Regions from separate parts of the Sus scrofa genome. Here region 1 is linked to region 2. A link is a contact called in public Hi-C data. All regions are on one chromosome and are shown on one strand. The core of a region is the stretch at or near the end of the contact, and the rest is flanking DNA. Distances in the headings are between cores, read along the strand shown. Region 1 overlaps NCKAP5 (nck-associated protein 5). Region 2 overlaps NCKAP5 (nck-associated protein 5).

The links. Hi-C and Micro-C count contacts between places; a contact is called where the count stands out from the background.
Region 1: a Hi-C map of liver shows a contact between it and region 2, with 4 times the contacts expected there. The contact joins two enhancer-like sites. A contact is called at or near these places in 3 of 47 Hi-C or Micro-C datasets (liver and skeletal muscle).

Annotation. Positions count from the first base shown.
Region 1 is chr15:19,286,564-19,293,858 of Sscrofa11.1, reverse strand. NCKAP5 (nck-associated protein 5) reads right to left here. Exons shown (of 21, transcript XM_021075797.1): 8 at 7,089-7,157. Among named protein-coding and RNA genes, the nearest start is that of LYPD1, 230 kb to the left of the region's middle. Within about 2 kb of position 5,183, at least 4 of the 83 cell types and tissues checked have an H3K27ac peak or open chromatin away from gene starts, as enhancers often do. A contact at or near this core is called in liver, where this site is marked.
Region 2 is chr15:19,164,447-19,171,672 of Sscrofa11.1, reverse strand. The region is part of intron 6 of NCKAP5 (nck-associated protein 5); the gene reads right to left. Among named protein-coding and RNA genes, the nearest start is that of LYPD1, 360 kb to the left of the region's middle. Within about 2 kb of position 4,897, at least 1 of the 83 cell types and tissues checked has an H3K27ac peak or open chromatin away from gene starts, as enhancers often do. A contact at or near this core is called in liver, where this site is marked.

The sequences.
Region 1 (7,295 bases), core at 3,934-6,433, 120 kb before region 2:
GTCTAGTACCAGCTGACGACTTTCCTCTCCAAACAAAGAGAAAAAGAGTAGCTGGGCTTGGTAGGGGGATCTCAGACAGTGAGCAAAGTTGACAGTCCTTAAGGCCCTGCCTCGTTTGACAACCTCTTTGAGGCCTTCTGTGGAAACCTCCCCTCTTTGTATCTAAGGGGATGAACATAGATGGGGAAAGGGGCCCGTATGCCAAGGAGAGGGCCCAGGTACATCTTTCCTCTCCTTTAAGTAAGAATTCTCAGCCAAGCCGGCTTCTCTGACACCTGCAACTCACACATCTTTGCTCTTCTTCCCTGTCAGGTATAGAGGGAGCTCAATTCCTCTGTGCTCCCCTGGGAGGAGGCGGGCAGAGGGAGAAGTCAGGGCTGAAGAGGTGTCTGTTATTTTATTACAAAACAGTCCCTGAGGCTGCTCCTTGGAGTTTATTTCAGAAGGAGTGGATCCTTACCTCATTTGGAAGATGGTCAGGGCTGGGGATGAGGGTGGGGATTGAGGAACTCAGTAGCTACCATGCTTAATGTCCTGTCCTCCTGCCCAGTGGTCCTGCTTTCATCCTGGTATGTCCTCTTTTATCATGCAAAACCACTGTCATGTCAGCAAGGTAATTTAAAAACCTTGTCACATGGGAGTTTCCTGGCGGCTCAGAGGGTTAAGGATCTGACATTGTCACTGCTGTGGCTCAGGTCACTGCTGTGGTGTGGGTTTGATCCCTGGCTCAGGAACTTCTGCATGCTTCAAGTGTGGCCAAAAAGGACAATAATAATAATAATAATAATAATAATAATAATAATAATAATAATAAAAACCTGGTTGCAAAAGCACAAGTTTCAGGAAATGTGCTTTGGAGTTTTCTGTGCTTCTGAGCTGGGTTTATTGCAGGAAGGCAGCTGGTGGCAAATGTGAGGAGCACTGGGGCAGAATCGCAGGAAAGACCCGGGTTCAAATGCTGCCTGTGTTGATCATTTACTGACATGCATGGGGGTGGGGGAGCACCCTGACTTTTCGCATCTGTAAAGGGGAGCTGGCAACCTCTAATACTGTGAAAAATGAAGGAGATGTTAGACATATTTAGAGAAACCACTTTGGATAATACCTGATAAAAAGCGATCACTTCATAAATGTTAAATCTGAATCTGGTCACTCAAACTTCATAAAATAAAACACATTTTCAGATAAGAAGTTAAGGAAGGGTGCTTTAAGAATAAGGGCTTTTATTTGTAAATGAATGTGTGTGTGTGTGTGTGTGTGTGTAAAATGCATGTACAAATAAAAACTACTGAGTACCTATATTATTCAATTACCCTGTCAAAATATCTTATAGAATACCGGGAGTAGGGGAAATCCATCAAAATATGTATGTGGGATTCCAGTGAAAACTAATTTGGAAATTAATTTGCTGCTGATCATCTCCATTCATTCATTTAGTTATTCGCGAATATGCATTAAGAGCCCTAGTCTGGGACAAAAACTGTGCTGGATCTTGGGGAAATGATAACTGGAACACAGGTGCTGATGTTGGTGGCTAGAGGCTAGAGCATGCACAAGAACTGGACCATCTGTTGATTTCATGATCCATTCATGAAACGGGCATTTGAAGCATGTGACAGCCAGGAGCAGGAGCATCTTCCATCTCTCAAAACATTGATTTGATTTTTTATTTTGTAACCTTTTTAAAAATTTAAGTATAGTTAATTCACAATCTTGTGTTGGTTTCAGGTGTATAGCAAAGTGATTCAGTTATACACACACACACACACACACACACACACACACACACACATTCTTTTTCACATTCTTTCTCCTTATAGGTTATTGCAAAATACTGAATACAGTTCCCTGTACTATGCAGTAGGTCCTTGTTGTTTATGTATTTTATATATAGCAATGTATATATGTTAATCCCAAACTCCTAATTTATCTACCTCCCCTTTTTCCCCTTTGGTAACCATAAGTTTGTTTTCTATGTCTTGTAAGTATATTTCTCTTTTGTAAATAAGTTTATTTATATCACTTTTTAAGCTTCCACATATAAGTTATGTCATATATTTATCTTTCTCTGTCTGACTTACTTCACCTGGTATGATAATCTCTAGTTGCATCCATTTTGCTGCAAATGGCATTATTTTGTTCTTTTTTATGACTGAGTAGTACTCCATTGTATATATGTACCACATCTTAATTCATTCACCTGTTGATGGACACTTAGGTTGCTTCCATATCCTAGTTACTATAAATATTGCTGCTATGAAGACTGGGGTGCATGTATCTTTTTGGATTCAAGCAAGACATTGACTTTGAAGATGACTTAGGTCCCAGATATGATAATGATATCTGACAATGACTCCACAATCCAGTCTTGGCATATAGCATGGGAATCAGAAAGAAAAGTAAGAATGTTCTTAACCTGCCTTTGCCTTTAGTTAGCCTTGGTTTAAAAGAAATTCTAATTTCTTTTTTTATTTTCTGAACTCCACCAGAGGTCTGCTTTTCCTGACCCTTGTGCTCTGAAGTGCAGAGCATGGGTAAGTAAGAACAGGACTATGGCACCCTGGTTGACTACAAACACTGGTCCAACCCAATGGTTGGACAAGGAGGCAGGTAATCCAACTTCTGTGTGCAAAAGCTTTGCCTGGGAAGTTGTTCAAATTGCCAACTTTCTCATCCCTCATTCTTGTTAAGAAGGGCTGAGTGAGACATAGGAAAAAAAAAAGAAAAAACTTGTGGTTCCCAGAGGGGATAGTGGGGAGGAGGGGGAGATAAATTAGGAGGTTGGGATTAACATATACACACTACTATATATCAAATAGATAACCAACAAGGACCTGTTGTATAGCACAGGGAATTATACTTCAATATCTTGTAATAACTTACAATAGAAAAATTCTGAAAAATTATATATATAGTATGTATGTATATACACACATATATACACTTTGCTGTTCACCTGAAATTAACATATTATTGTAAATTAACTATTCTTCAATTTAAAAATGGGGCTGAGTGAGGTCTGAAAACTGCATTTTTTGCAATCATGATACATCTTTCTGATGCAGAAGAGAACTAGAAAATACACTGGGATAAAGTTTGTTTTTTGCTCAGATGCTGGTTAAGAACAGGAAATAACCCTACATTTCCACATGGGTCCATATGGCTTTTTTATCACAACCAGTTTGGTGGAGCTTTCATCCTCTTATGGATTCTTCCTGGAAATGGTCTCTAAAGAATAGCATTCAGAGATGTAAGGGTAGTGGTTCTTAATCTTGGCTGAATATCCTAACCCCCTGGAGTGCTTTAAAAACTCCTAACACTCAGGCTCCACTTTAGGGCAGAATCTATGGAGGAGGGGGTGCCAGCCAGTGGTCTGTTCAAAGCTCCCCGGCTAAGTCCAATGTGCTGGTAAGTATGAGAACCATTTACCTCTCTAGTCTCAGACTTCACCTGCTCCAGCTCCATCTGCTAACAATGCCCTTTCAGTTCTGCCTCTTTACCACCTACCCACCACTCTTCCAGCCCTTTGGTGACTCTACTATATGTTCTCCAAATCCCCAGGGTAACCTCTTTCCTCTGAGTTTCCCTGACCTCCTTCCTCTGAGATTAACCTCACCCTCACTTCTGCTGCTAGGCTGGGGACACCCTAAGATCCCAGGGTCTGGGTGAGGTTGACACACAATAAAGGTTTGGAGGACACACGAAATCCATCTAAAAGCAAGGCAGTGGCTTGAGGAGATGTTATTTTCATGATTTTATTTTATTTTAATTTAATTTTATTTCTATGGCCCCACTTGCAGCATATGGAAGTTACCAGGCCAGAGGTCGAATTGGAGCTGCAGCTGTCAGCCTCCACCAAAGCCATGGCAATACTGGATCTGAGCTGCATATGAGACCTACTCCACGGCTTGTGGCAACACATCCTTAACCCACTGAGCAAGGCTGGGGATCGAACCTGCATCCTCACAGACACTATGTTGGGTTCTTAACCCACTGAGCCACAATAGGAACTCCTATTTTACTGATTTTAATGTGTCATTATGCTTCTCACACGGGAATAAGTTGTCTTAAAGGAACTGGCCATGGCGATGCTGAGAATTAAATAGCACTTCACTGCTTGCAAGCAAACTCTCAAACAGCTGGACAAAGAGTTAGATTCAAACATGAAAACTTTCAATCCCCCAAACAAAATCAAGATTGGTCCTTGGCTTTGCTTTTGCACTGCAAAGAGAGGAGAGGAGGAGTTGGGTAGCAGTAGAGGTAGTGGTGAAATGGCAAAGTGTGTGCCTGCATTTGTGTGTGTGTGTGTGTGTCTAGGGATGTGCATCTGTTTCTTCTAAATAAACACACACAGAAACTTGAATCTCTAACGCCGAAGTCTTTCCCCAAATCCTCCATATAGTCTCCATTTCCAAGCAAAAAATAAGCAGTGCAAAAGGAGTTGAAGAACACTTTAAATTTACATTTTATCTACCTGTGCATATTTTATAAAACCCACTAGCAAGGAAATAACTTACATGAGGCCGTACCTTGTTAGTTTGTCTAATTAGTATAAAAAGCTTTGAAAAGAATTTCCATTTGGCATTATTACTACATTCAACTACCCCTTTGAGAGTGTTCTCTTACAAGGCATGGAAATGGATTGTCTACCCTCATGCAATTAGTTACACAACAACTGGCATGTGTAATCAGGGGCCAGGATTCATGAATACAAAACATTTGTACTGCTCAGAGATGGTTCTTTGTTGCAAATCACTTCCTTGGCAACAGTTAATTTTTGCAATTAAGAACAGAGGGATTCTCCCTCTGAAAATTCTGTCTTCAGTGGAAACTTTACACTAAATGATTTTGTAGGTGAAAACTTAGGTTTTGACGGGCACATTCTGACGAAATCTTCAGGATGCGAGCCTAAGGGACATACGGAAAACAAACTGTGAGTTTCCATAGAAACCCTAGGGATTTTCGACTAATGGGGAGGGGTGACTTGTGGGGAAATTGTGACAAATAAGAAAATTCTGTGATGTGATTCTCATATTTTGACTTCTGAGTATGAAAGAAGTCTCACTGAAAATCTCTGTGCAGGAGGTTAAAGTGAAACTTTGCTGGTCAATACACATGAACTGAGGGCAGTATTTGTTGCTTTAAATATCCTTGGATCTATTTGGTCTTTCCTGCCCTAAACTTTGATCGGACCAAGAGCCTGGGGAACAGGGGTGAGAGGAGCTGAACTGGCTCCACTAGACCCTGAGTCATCACTCACCCTTTTATGACAACTTACTTTTGCGATTCTTTTAACTTTTGACATTATAAAAATTATTCTGAGTTCCTTTAAGTCCTGACAGGCTGAGGACTGCAAACACCCTTTTGCTCAAGTGACTAATCGACATGGCTGGAAATAGTAAACAATTAAAATATCAAATAGCTTAATGATTTTTCTGGGGACTTTTTGAGGGCTCTTCAACAAATACCTGTGATGCAAAGTGGTCCGTGTTGTAAGGATAAAGCTCTCACACTGTAGGGTTCGACAGCATCACCCAGAGAGCTTGCTGACATACAGATAGCCAGGCCCACTTCCACCTGCAGAGTGTCCGGTTCTCTATGGCTGGGGGCGGGGCCTAAGAATGTGCATTTCTAACAAGTTCCCAGATGAGGCGGATACTGCTAGTCTGGGGAGCACATTTCCAGAAGCGCAGGTGTAGGAAAATCAAGCCCATGTGGAAATCTGAGGAGAGACACCACTTCTAGTTACAAAGGAGGAGAGAAGTATATACACTGGAGGTGATGATACCATAACTCAGATCTGAGCCTGTGTCCTTTAACCCGTCGCCTTCTAGGACAGTCTGGCAGAGGGGTTATCAGGGGGAGGGAAGGGGTAAGGGCGCTTACTGGAAAAGGTTTCCGCAACTGTTATCCAGGAGGAAAAGACTGAAGAAATATTGCTACTTTCTACTGATAAGGTAGTGAAATTCCATGAAATGTAGTTTTGCTTAGTTTCTTAAAATCTTTGTTGACTGTATTAGAACCACTCTCAAACTGAATCTCCTACAAGAATATATGTAAGCTTTAGGATATTGGACAAATGATTAGAAAAGTCATTCCATTAGGAGTTCCCATTGTGGCTTGGGGGTAAGAACCCAACTAGTATCCATGAGAACTCAGATTTGATCCCTAGCCTCACTAAGTGGGTTAAGAATCCAGTGTTGCCGTGTGATAGGTTGCAGTCAAGGCTTGGATCCCATGTTGTTATGGCTGTGGTGTAGGCTGGCAGCTGCAGCTCCAATTTGACCCCTAGCCTGGGAATTTCCATATGCTGCAGCTGTGGCCCTAAAAAGCAAAAAAAAAAAAAAAAAAAAAGTCATCCCATTAAATGAATAACTTTAACCACCAATCAAGTCCCAGATGAGGGTTGGGGAGGCTAATGGCCAGTCCTGGCTGGATGATACAGTAAAGGATGGATGGTCCCCCTGACAGTGTGGGAAGGCACTGCACACACTTCAATTTTCCCCTTGCCTCTCAGATACCCACCATCTCTGCCTTCATCTCTTCATTCTTATCAAATAATACTTCTCCAGTTGACTCAAGCACATGGCCCTGTTTCCTTCCATCCTGCTCACATTTTCTTCCTCACCTCCCTCTCTCTTCTTGGCTTTGAAATCTACTGATTTTTTTTACCCCTCTGTCTGCCAACTGTGAACTTCGTTCCCGCCCACTCTTTCAAGGATTTGCTTTTTCAGAAATGGTATCCAATGGGAGATGCAGCATGCCCCAGGGCAGCTTTTCTCACTCCCAGGCTGAGATCACACTGGCTGGACAGAAGGAATTTATCATACAGTGAAGCATGGCCCAATCTGTGCCCCATGAATATTAAACAATAAGCAAAAGGAATTTGCAGATGCTGTCTAAGAATGTAAAGAGGGAGGAGGAGGAGAGTGACTGATCTTCCTCCTCAGTATCCCCTGTTTACAACCTTCCTTTGGAGGAGAAAATGCCAGTGTTCTCTGGAACTTGTAACAGACATATATTAAGATCAGACTAAGGCACTCCTAAAGAGTCCAGCCTCTAAGGCAGAACCTCTCCACTCCCCTTACCTCATCAAGACACCTCTCATACTGTTCCCTTTGATTTTCATTTTCCAAAGCCAACGCTGAATTCTCTGCCTGCAGTAAAGATACAAAAATAACACACATAAATCAATGAAATGTTGTGTTATATGACAACTTCTTCAATACAGTTACTAAATAGATCTCCTTAGGATCCAAAACCATCTTGTAGAAGAATCTTTGATGAATTTGCTC
Region 2 (7,226 bases), core at 3,648-6,147:
AATGGAAACATTGCATGTGTGGCAATAACAATTATACTGTGTTCCAGTTCATTCATTCTTGTTTGGATGGAGACTGCCCTTATCTCCTACAACTAAGAAAGCAAGGAAGGAAGGAAGGAGGGAAAGGAGGGGAGAAGAGGGGAGGGAAGGGGAGGGGGGAGGGGAGGGAAGGGAAGGGAAGAGAAGGGAAGGGAAGGATCCAGCTCAAGTACATGTAGTTTTCTAACCTGAAAATGGCAAAATGAAACCATGGGAATACAAAGAGGCAACGAACCACCCAACTTTGGAAAGCTGTCAGTCAAAGAATTGAGAATCACTTGTTTTTCATTTTGAATATCCAACCATGTGTTAAATCCACCTACTAATTTGTAGTAAAAATATAAAAATCTATAATTTAGGACTGTCACATAAGGCAGAGACTTGGGTGGTATTAGCATGACACATTCCTTTCCAGAATACAAAAGACATAATAAATAGCATCTAATATTTGTGTAACACCTCAGAGTTAAACCAAACCACCTCGGTGAGTTCCCTAGTGTCTAGTGCTTAGGACTTGGGGCTTTCACCACTGCAGCCTGGGTTCAACCCTTGGTCTGACGTGGGAACTGAGAACCCACATCAAGCCAAAACAAAACAAAAGAAAACGAAATAAAAAAACAAAAACAAACAAAAAACAAACCACCTCATATATGCCATTTATATGCACACAGACATGGGGAAATATGCCAAATATTCTGGGCCATCTTTACAGGTAAGAAAACAGGCTCTAATAGATTACAAAGTGTCCTCTTAACAGTAAGTGGCAGAGCCAAGAAGTTAATTACAGTTGAGATTTTAAGCACCATGTGCTTTCCGCAGACCCAGTTGTTTCTTTGGGATTTTCCCATGCACTTATAGATTTATCTTAACTGCTAATTCTATGTGAGAATCTGTGATCTTTACCCAGTTGTGAACGAGGCTGCTGACAGCATCTCTCCCAAGGCTCCCAGGCCATCTCTCTGGGGATTGGGTGATATTATCAGAGATGGCAGGTCTGGCCTCAGATGACTATCGGCACAATAGGCTTAACAAACCACTGCCACTTCCATAGTTAATGACGATTCAATTATTTCAGAACATAGACACACACCGTACTACAAGCTAAATGGGAATGTAGAGGCCAGCTGTCTAGCTGACAGCTGCCCCAGTGAGCCCCATGGCTTCGGCTTCTGTGATTTATTTACTCTTTTGTCGTCTGGTGCTGGGGAGGGTACAGAGTATATATTGTCACTTTAGATAACACTCCGGCAAATACTGTAACAGAGTTCCCAGGGATTGGCAAGCAGCTTTTGTTCAGGACTAGCATACTAAATTTTAAAGGGTGGAAAAATAGCGTCAGATAAATCACCAGGTTTTAAAAGAACATCCCAATTGGTTCGCAGTTTAACGTTACCACTGTCAGGCAAAACATACAAAACTCTTCTTTTTCATCCCTGGATTTGACTTACAAAGTGAACTCAGCACACAGTAAAATCCCTAAGATTAAATGTGTATGATGGATAAGAGAACAGAGTGTCTTCTTTATGTCTCTAGTATGAACCACGACCACTGGCGTATCAATTGACATCTACTCTACATTATTCTTCCCGCAAAACACTCCTCAATATTGCCGACTAGCTCCCATATTGAAATGGCTCCGTGAAGGTACATTAATAAATTTTCAGATGATGCTTTTATTGCCTGTTCTATCTATCAGCAACATTTATTTTCTTTAAAAGAGAGTTCAATTCCAAAGACACTTTATGGGGAAACTACTGTGGAATAGGATGTTGTAGAAAAGTAAGCTGTCGTTTTCATTAAAGGTATGCTCCAGGTGGCTGGAGGTCTAAAAAAATTAACAACAGAAATTATGTCCTTGGAGCCTATAGATAGTTGTCTGAGTGTCTGAGTGAATAAAAACAAAAATAGTAAGCCTATGTTATCTGGATGGGGAATTTCAATGGTTAGTGGTTATACTTAAATGCTTAGACATCATTAAAAATTATTTATAAGTTAACATTAAAATTTGCATTCAAATTCAGTCTTTTCCTCTTTGACTTCTTCTCTCCATTCTATCTATCATTCTCATTTAATCAAAGAATTCATGCGATGGGGTGGAGGGAGACAGCCTCTAGAAGGAAGCTGTGGGTTAAGCAAAGTCCATCCCAAAATAAACAGATACTTCGGTCACTGAATTCCCTAGTGGTGGATGGGTACCTGTGTCACTGATGTCTTTTTTTTTGTTTGGTTTTTTTTTTTTTTGGCCACCTTGTAGTGCATGGAGTCCCCAGGCCTAAGATCAGATCTGAGCCACACCTGTAACCTATGCTGTAGCTACGGCAATGCCAGATCCTTTAATCTACCCACTGCTCCAGGGCTTGGAATCAAACCTGTACCCTGGCACTTCAGAGATGCCACAGATCCTGTTGTTCCATAGTGGAAACATCCACTGATGTCTTTAAGTATGTCTACGATAGCTGTATGTCTGAGATTCCTGGACAGAATTTTAACCAAAATTTTAGCAACTTAAAACTTTCTATCTCACTGTCCCCATAAATATACACTGTCAGATGACCAATGTATCCAAATTTCTGTTTCAGGAAATATGGTCAATATCTTATATGGTTTTTATTTTTAATGACTGCTGGCAGAAAAATATTTAAGTATCTTTTGAGTTTGTTAAACTGAGTTGAATTGGGAAATCTCTGCTATGAAAGAATTAAGTGTTCAAATGTAGTAGTAATAGTAGTAATAATAATAATAATAATAATCATATGGAGAAGCAAACTATTATTCCAAATTCAGTAAACAGACATTATATGCAGTTTACTAAGTCCCAGTTATACTGTAAGACTTTCAGGGGCCAGAATGCTTTATATATCACATCCATTACCACATGCTTGCACAACACAGAAGGCACTCAGTAGTGCCCAATGCTGGTAGTTATAACGATGCTAAATGAGGGATGACATCACCTTGATTTAGCTCTGATGACACTGTGCTCAAGCTCAATGCTGAGCTACTTAAATTTTCTTAAGTACTTTCACAGAAAACCATTTTTAGGCAAGTATTTTGCTATCAGAAACAAAGCAACGGACTGATAGGCTCTTTACATGAAAGGTAAAAGCACTGTTACACTGATTTCCACGCCAAAAAAATGAGATTTTGAGTGTTTATTCTTTAAGGGACACTCCTACCACATGCATCTCACACAGAAATCCATCAACTTTTAAGCCATTATAATGAAGGGTCTATCCTAAAATGCCCTGGGAATTTCTGGAGACTCACAGACACACTCCTAATCAAGATACTCAATTCCTCCCACCTTCCTCCTTCCTGAGTTACCTAAAAGAAAAGCTCTAATGAAGTGCATTAGTTGTACTTTTGAAAGTCAGAGATGGATTATCTAGCTAATTCTCTTGGGGGCTCATGTTAGAACAGAGAGAAGCTTTGCTTATTTGCACCTAAATGGAACTTAAGGATAAAGCAAGAATATTACATCTTTTTTCTAGTACAATTTACATAATACCCATTTTCTCTAGTCAGGCAAAACTCAATGCACAGCAGAGGGCCCAACTGTTTGAGGATTTGACAGAAGAAATTTCCCAGCAATATTGTCCTGGTGTGTTTTTTTGACATTAAAACTCTTATTTTTATCCCTAACCCCTGAACGCAGCAGAAAGCTATCACTTGAGGTGCTTCTTTGGCATTGAGTGGGATGTACATCCTGACAAGCCTTTCATAGCCACAGTGGGTGTATACAGACAAAGAGCTAGTTGGTGAAGACACCTATAACCCTGCCAGATGATTCATCTGGGTAAGAGAAGGAAGGAAATTCAGATAAAGTAGCAAGAAATAAGCATGATCTTAAGAGACAATTAGGAAGGTCAAATACATACACACATACACACACTCACTCATATATGAAAAGTCAGAATATATACATATATATGAGAAGCAATAATAACTGCACATCAAAAACTTATTTTCTTCAAGCAAAATCTCTGTACATTTAAAGAATGAATGAACTACCCAAGTTGTTCCTGAGACAAAAGGCTCTCCCAGACGTCTGCCACCTTAACCCAACAAAGAGTTTTCTAGGTCCCATCCAGGGTCATCTCAGTGTTCAGGAACTTTCTGTTGCCACTGGGAGGGAGGCAACTGAGCTGATTTCTTGTCCCAGGTATGCCACTCAAGGGCAGCCCAGCCTTGGTAAAGCCCCTTGGTTATCTGTGACATTGTTTCCTCATGTGCAAAATGAGGTGGCTGGGTATTGGAGCTAATTCTCCTCCTTCTGAGCACCTGAGACTTGCTAGCTATCTTATTAATCAGCACATAGCATTTGACCTTAAAGTGTCACACTGCAACTCCTTCCTCAGAACAACATGGATAATTGGGGCTGGCTACCTAGAAGACAGCAATATCACAACAAACTGCTGGTAGCTCTTCCTGCTATGGTGCAGTGGGTTAATCATCCGGCTTGTCTCTGTGGTTGTGCTTGTTCAATCCCTGGCCTGGCTCATTGGGTTAAGATCTAGTGTTGCTACAGCCATAGGTTGCAGCTCTGACTCGGATTTTACCCCTGATCTGAGAACTTCCACATGGGGAAGTGGGGGAAGGAAAAGGGGGAGCCAAAAAAACAAAACAAAACAAAAATAAAAAACAGCTGGTAGCCATGACCTACACTCTTGGCTATCTTGATAAAATACAAGGTGACCCAACCTCTTCCAAGAAGCCCTGATTTCTAAGATACAAGATGATTCCTTTATTTACTTTTGCTAAAAATCACTAAAAACCTTAGCCCTGAAGTAAACTGGCTGTAACTCTTGCTACACAGTAGGGATGCTGCCAGTTTTCTCAAAGTCCATCAAGCACAGTTGGCTTTGTGTAACAAGAATGATCCCAGATGTTGGCAAAAGAGTCAGAACTAATTATGGTTCAGACAAGTATGGAAACTCAGCTCCAAGTGGAAGGCTTTAACTTTGGGGCTAAGAGGGGTTTGAGGAATTCACTGTGAGGATCAGTCCTGGGACCTGGCTCCCCATATTCTCTGTCAAGTTTTCATTGTCCTTCAAGGCCCTGCCTTGCATTATGTCAAAGACAAAGTCTTAGTTTGGTAACTCTCTTGAAACTTGCTAATCCTTAAAACTTTAAAAAGGGAAAATAGGACTCAAGCTCACTTAACAGACAACACTAATTAGGGTGAGTTTAGAATTGCGTCTTTTTTTTCTTTGTGTCCATGGGTCCTTCCAAATTTTGCAAGTGAAATAATTTTCCATTTCCAGCAACACCTTCCTTTCAGCAGGGTTTTCATCAGTACTTCTGTCTGCTCAGACATGTCCACTAGTTCTCATTCCATCTAGTCTGTGGTCTCTGAACATGTTCCACCCTGTGCTCTAATCATTTTCCTGAGCAACTCACTGACCTGCCCACCTCTCCATGTCCTCATGGTCTCCCAAAGTCTTGACCAGCCTTCTGATCCCCCATTGCCTCCTCATCAATGTGCTCACTACCAACCCATGGACTGAATATGGCTGGGAGCAAGGTCTCCAGGGCTCTGAGAGACTTAGTAAATCCTCAAATATTAGGTGGCTTGTGATTGACTCAGTCAGGATCTGAACCCAAACTGCAGGTCTCTAAAAACTCAAAGCTTACCCATAATCCTCTGCTACACCTAATCAGACTTCCCATAATCCTCTGCTGCATCTCACCAGAATACCCATAATCCTCTCCTGCACCTCACCAGAACACCTATAATCCTCTGTTGTACCCCACCAGAATACCCTATAATCTTCTGTTTATGCGGGTATGCATAGAGTACCTAAAGAACAAAAGGACATTTCCATTTATCTGAATTTTAATGTCTTTCAAGGGCCAACTCAACTCCGACCTTCCCCAGAAGCTCAATGTGTTTCCTGAACATGAGGCAGCAGAATGGCTACTTTGAGGGAAAGATGGTGGTAGGCTACTGAAAACAAGACTTTGGCTGGAAGAACTGTTACCATGATGAGCACAAAAGGAAAAACATAACAGCTGAATCCAAAGCTTTGTAGTGCAGTGGTTTGCAACCCAGACTGCATGTTAGAATTGATCAGCAGAGATTGAAAAAATTCTCATGCCCAGTCCATACCCTAGATCAATGAAGTCAGAATCCCCCAGATGGAACTAGGACATCACAAATTTTTAAAATTCTCCAGATGAGTCTAAGGCATATCCAAATATGAGAACTACTACGGCAGAATATAATTAATACTACCCCTGCACGACTATAGGACTTGGAATCAAAAGACCATGTCCACTGTGCCCTGACACTGTATGACACTCATAAAGTCAGCTGCCTCTGTGGAACTCAGATTCTTCATCTGTAAAGTGAGGTTGTACTTTCTGCCCTTCCTATTTGGAAAGGTTCATATGAGGATCAAATGAGATGGTGTTGTGAAAGTGTCAGTTGTACATATTAATTATTATTGTGGCAATCTTTGCTACTGATCCTCCAATGGTAAAGTTCAAATGCTCAGGAGAGAAGAGGTAATAAAAATGCATAGAGAAGAAAAAGTCCAATAATAGTTGGATTAGAAAAATTAAACATGATGAATCCAGAGATATACAGCCTAATTCATATCTTAAGGATATATTTACAAGTTGTTTTATAAATGAAATTTTGAAAGTTTGTAGGAGAACACTTGCAAAAGAACTGCGTTCAGATCATCACTTATAATTACAGTGGAAGCTTACTAATTCAGACTAAGGTATAGGCTTGGCTTTAATGGGGTGAAATGAATTCCCTGTGCTACTTTATTAACTTAGTGTAGACACAATTTATTGGGGTGTGGTGGCAAATCTACTAAACAACACATTTGGAAAAACATATTTTGATCAATTTACAAAACAACTGAATCATCATGAATTACTATAGCTATCTGGCTATTCATTTAAACAGATAGGGGAAGAATATAAGCTGTCATAAGACCCCAAAATGGGCTTGCTCCAAAAGTTTCTTTGAACTTTTTTTTCTTTTTATGGCTGCGCCTGCAGTGCATGAAAGTCCTTGGGCTAGAGGTCAAATCAGAGCTGCAGCTACCAGCCTAACCACATCTATGGCAACACTGGATCTGTGCCACATCTGCAAACTACACTGCGGATTGCAGTAATGCTGAAACCTTAACCCACTAAGCAGGGCTAACAATTGAACCTGCATCCTTATGGAG